Regions from separate parts of the Zea mays genome. Here region 1 is linked to region 2. Evidence: chromatin contacts called from public Hi-C data. All regions are on one chromosome and are shown on one strand. The core of a region is the stretch at or near the end of the contact, and the rest is flanking DNA. Distances in the headings are between cores, read along the strand shown.

What was found. Hi-C and Micro-C count contacts between places; a contact is called where the count stands out from the background.
Region 1: a Hi-C map of ear shows a contact between it and region 2, with 2.1 times the contacts expected there. The contact joins the promoter of LOC103632953 here to the promoter of LOC100273480 in region 2. A contact is called at or near these places in 7 of 25 Hi-C or Micro-C datasets (bundle sheath, ear, endosperm and 3 more).

What each region holds. Positions count from the first base shown.
Region 1 is chr7:140,570,626-140,573,325 of Zm-B73-REFERENCE-NAM-5.0, forward strand. It overlaps LOC103632953 (calcium-transporting ATPase 5, plasma membrane-type), which reads left to right and starts at 1,421. Exons shown (of 34, transcript XM_020541361.2): 1 at 1,421-1,809. The coding sequence starts at 1,690.
Region 2 is chr7:140,284,688-140,287,451 of Zm-B73-REFERENCE-NAM-5.0, forward strand. LOC100273480 (30S ribosomal protein S16-like) reads left to right here and starts at 1,346. Exons shown (of 3, transcript NM_001147917.1): 1 at 1,346-1,583; 2 at 1,759-1,804. The coding sequence starts at 1,451. It overlaps LOC109940781 (a long non-coding RNA gene), which reads left to right and starts at 1,811. Exons shown (of 2, transcript XR_002263482.2): 1 at 1,811-2,029.

The sequences.
Region 1 (2,700 bases), core at 171-2,670, 290 kb after region 2:
TACATCGTGTAGTATACTTTGTTTCAGTATACATCATAAACTAGTTCTAATGCGTTTAGCTGCATGTCTGTTTGAGGGATCCTATATTTATGAAGAAAATAAAACATTAAATACGATTTTTTGTTTCTATGCATGCAATTAATTTCTTTTCATTGCATATTCTTTCCATCATAAATTCGTGTGCATGCAGCTGGTAACAGATTTTTACGCAGTATACCGAATTGCATAATTATCTACAAAGTGTAGCATATTTAGTATCAGTATATATATCATAAAATGGTCATTATGAGTCTAGCTGCATGATTGTTGCAGCGATCCTAAATTTATGGAGGAAATAAAGCATTTAAAATAAAAAGTGTCACACATATCTTTCCTAAATTTACGCGCATGCAAGGGAACGTGTTTGACTCATGCATGCATTTTGCCATAATTTTTGGATCTGTATAACCGCATGCATGTGGCTGCCATGTTTTTCGGATCTGCCATTAAAATATGATCGTAATAACAACCTAATAGAGCTATCAACCTCTCACATTGGCTCGGTATATACGCTTATAATTGAAGGATTTTATGCTCAAAACTTAAGGTTATTATGCTCCAACCCGGAGATGCGTCCACCAGTGAACAACATGCCAGATTTTTTACGCAGTGTAACGAATTAAATAAATACCTACACATCAGTATATATCATAAACTAGATCTAATGTGTTTAGCTGTATGGTTGTTGGAGGGATCTTATATTTATGAAAGAAATAAAACATTAAATACGATTTTTTGTTTCTATGCGTGCAATTCATTTCTTTTCATTGTACATTATTTTCATCATAAATTCGTGTGCATGTAGCTGGTAACAGATTTTTACAGTATACCGAATTGCATAATTATTTACACAGGGTAGCATATTTAGTAGCAGTATATATCATAAAATGGTCCTTACGAGTCTAGATGCATGGCTATTGCAGCGATCCTAAATTTATGGAGAAAATAAAGCATTTAAAAATAGAAACCACCACACATATCTTTCCTAAATTTACGCGCATGCAAGGGAACGTGTTTGACTCATGCATGCATTTCCTTTTTTTGCACGCACAGACGTGGGCGCGGGTGGTGCAACCGACAGCCTAGTTCAGTCGGTGCGCTGGGTTGAACCAGGTTGCAGGGGTAATCGGCCTAGACTTATTTTAACTATATATATGAAGGCGGAAATAACGGAATGGAATGCATTTTATTTTCTGCTTCGGGGTTAGCTTAACTGGAAACCGTGGCTTTCTTTTTCTAAGACTGGCCTGTGGGCCATCCTGTTCCACCCCACATGTCAGTATAACGATCGAAGCGCCCGCGCGCACAGTGCCCTTCGTGGAAGCTTCCTACGCTGCAGCACTGGTCGCTACGGCTACCACATAAAATGAGCAGAAAACCCGCGCGCACGCAGACGGAGCCTGGCGTTGCAAGGGGAGGCGCGGAGCCGGAGGCGAACCCGTTGGAGCGCACGCGAACTCCCACGTGAGGCGATGGCCGCCCGCCGCCCCCCGGTATCTCGATCCTTCCAGCGTCGTGGTAGATCCTTGTCGTTCTGATATGGTCGATGGCCGGCCCTGTTGCGCGCGTGCTGTTGTGTTGCCCAGTGATCAGTGCCTCGGCTTCGTGGCATCCTGCCAAGGCTAGGCGGAGGCGCTGCGCGGGCTGCGGATGGCCTCGGGGACGGGGAGCTCGCCGCCGCCGGCGCATGAGGAGCGGGTGCTGGAGGGAGAGGGCGCATTCGAGATATCCAGTAAGAACACGTCGCACGATCACCTGCGACGGTGGAGGGTACGTACGAGTACGACGTCTCTAGCACTACAGCTTGGTTCAAATTCAGCTTTTATTTTGAGTTCGGGGGTTGAAATTACCATACGCTTGAGCTCACACCTGCGCATTGCGGTCCACACCTCGAAACAGGAGCATGTAGTTCGTAACTTGGTATTGGTAGACGCGTTAAATGATGATATGATTTATTTTATTTTTTTGGAAGCTACTGATTTCTTCATCCCTGTACCAGTTTAATTTATCACATCGTATTACGGTGGTTTTTTTTCCCCCGAAAATGTTCTTTTCACACATTTCGTTATTAACCTGGCCCAAACACCAAGTGGCGGCAAACGAAGACTCGGGCATTCTGGTGGGTGCTTGAGAAGTTCCTTCAGACTCCTTTGTGCAGTCTGTTCTTTTGTGGTCGTCACTACAGTAAACGGAACAACGTCCGACGCCAAAACCGTCGGACATAAGGTTTAAACCGTCGGAAATAGGTAATCTCCGACGGTAATGCCCTATCTCCGACGGCTTTAAGCCGTCAGAGATAATTCGTCGGAAATAGTGCAATGTCCGACGGCTGCCGTCGGACATAAGCTATCTCCGACGGCTACGTGTGCCCGTCGGAAATAATAAATCCCAACCGTTTTACCGGTCAGCCTGTGGGCCCCACAGGCTTAAGTCCGACGGCCCAGTGGTAGCCGTCGGACATAACAAATTATAGAATTTACACAAAATTCTGTTTTTTAAAAAATCTGACATTTACAAAACAAAAACAGATTTCATGCACATATACACATTCACATTCACAATCACAAATATACACATTCTAATAAGTATTCACAATCACAAATATTCTCACATAAATATTAACATTCACAAATTTAACATCAACATATAGGTCCGACGGTT
Region 2 (2,764 bases), core at 96-2,595:
TGCAACCGCTTGGAGATCTCATGCGCGTCCATTACTCCCGGTTGACGTGGCAATCTAGATGTGGTATTCGAAAACCAAATAAACAAAAGGCAAAAAAAAATTAAAGTATTGTTTAGAATACGTCACGACGCGATCATGCATAAATAAAAGACTAGTGAATACATTCACATATAAGTTGGTTCTCTCCTAACTAGATAAGTAATATGAGATTAAACTCCTATGACATCTCTACACACCATCTTGGCTTTCTTAGGATGTGTTTGATTTAAGATCAAAGTAGGATGAGGCAGAGTCATCTCTGATTAGGCAGTGTCATAACTAACAGCCACCACTTTTTTGTTTGGTGGAAGGGATGAACGTAAATGGAACCATCTTAGTTTTTGTTTGGATGGTGGTCAGCTGTCACTGCTCGAGAGAGGCGAGGGCGACCATCCCAGTTTTCGGGACCGCGAGAGGGGTGGGGGCGGCACTGTCCGCTCGATTTTTTGGACCGCGCCGCCACCGAAAATTGTTCCGGTGTTCACCTCGCTTCCGCGTGATCCTCATTCAAACATCATAGAAAATGTGGCTGCTCCTCCATCTATCCTTACACATTCAACCAAACACAACCATATTGAATCGGGTTACACATAAGTGGCCCGAATTTCAACACTTTAGACCGTGTTTAGTAGGACACATATATAATAATCAAAAATATTGTTTTATTACTATAAATTACACTCTTTGTAGAATGAAGTTTGAATATAAAGATAATGATGGATAAGCTGCTTAAGCCAGGACTAGTGCCTCTGCTCTGTCGCTCACCGTGGCCGCCTATTGAGCTATATGCAACTTTCAGTCTGCTCGTTTGGCTTTATACCGGCTTTAATACTCCTATAGTGTTTTATCTATACAGATTATAGCTGCAGCATTCCAATCAACTAACTTTAATTCGAACCGAACAACTTTTACCACCGTGCCACCAGCCGCGTCATCGCATGGCCTCTATCCTGTGCGGCAGGGCGGATAATGGACTGGACCGGGATTTGAGAAGGCTCCGGAAAAATAAAAAACTAGTTCATTACAGTTGAACGGGCTGACCATGAACGGTTGAGAAATGGAGGCGACATGGCCCAATCTCTGGCCAGAATTTAGTCCTGATTTCGTAATACAGAAATTTTGTCAATGCAAAAGAATCACAAAACTAGAAAAAGGGCAGAAACTGGGAATACGTTTGAGTGGGCCCAAAGTTAGCATAGGAACTATAGGTACCTTCCTTTCCGGCCCAACCGTAAGTAACTGGGAAGCCTGGGCCCAGGCCATATTGAAGTCCATTCTGTTGGCATCGTCCCATCTCCCTTGAACCCTTTCGCCCACACCACAGCACCGCTGCCGAAGGTGGGAAAGAAGGCGGCGGCGGAGGCACCGGCACCGGCACCGCCTAGGAAAGGAAACCGAGGAAACTACAGCCATGGTGGTACGGATCCGTCTGGCGCGGTTCGGGTGCCGGAATCGGCCCTTCTACCGGGTGATGGCCGCCGATAGCCGCTCCCCTCGAGACGGCAAGCACCTCGAGGTCCTCGGCTACTATAACCCGCTCCCAGGTTGGGTTACGCTACTGCCCTCCTTCCTCTCTAGCCCCTCTATTCCCCGTTAAGATTGATTGATTCGTTTATTTACCGCCTCAAGAACCATTTTCTGCTGCTGCTGTTGGCCTGCTTTATTGGTTACTGAATACCTGATGAAAGATGGATCTTTTTTCCTTGTTGTCGTGTGCAGGGAAGGATGGAGGCAAGAGGATGGGCCTGAAATTCGACCGGGTGAAGTAAGTTTCACGTGAGAGTTCACTTCAAAAATTTGTAGTCTATTTCAGCTTCTCTATCAAACAGATCCAGCTTCACGAGCTCTAAGTTTAGAAAAACTGAAATTAGCGCTCTCACTTTAAGAATTTGAAGTCCATTTCAGTTTCTTCTATCCAAACAGTCCAGCTCTAGTTCAAAAAAACTGAAATTAGCAGCCAGTCTCATAAAATTTTAAAACTTCTCTAAAGGTGCTTTGAAAACACCTCATAAAGTTGCATAAAAATTACCCACCATGTCATTAGTTACATGATCTACCGATTCTTGTCTCTAGTCATTAAGGATAATTAAGAAAAATCGCACAAATTAATTGTATTATAGAAGCTGAAGTCTATGTGTAAGCCAAATACTCTTAAACCTTTATGGTCGATAGATCGGTGAGGGATTGGAGAGGGATATCGATGGGCAGAAACGCCGGCCGGGGGCCTGTGCCCACGGTCGAGCAAGAGGAGGGTTTGTCCCTTCTAATTCTTGCCTGCTTTATTTCTCATCCATTGATTACATAAATAGGCCGGTTGGCTGCCCCTATCTACCTAGAGATCATTATCTCCTAAAAACTCTCAACAAACTACTAACTGATAACCTTCCTAGATAATCTCAACTAATCTCCTAAATAATCTCAACTAATCTTCTAATCTTATCTCTAACTATCCTTATCTAATCCCCCTTGAGGGCCCATGGCTGCTGCTACCGTAGCCCCTCCGTGGACCTCCTTAGGCCCTGACACTACACCCCTCCTGGACAAGCAGCTCGCCCTCGAGCTGCCGCATAACGGGTGCTCAAAGACCGAGTTTACTTGACCCAAAACCAAACACCTAGAAGACAAGCCTTTTACATCTCGGCTTATCTTATTATTCTGAATCTGATTTTTTTACCCCATAAGATAAGGCGTACACGCACGTGTGCAGCCACCTGGATCCCATGGA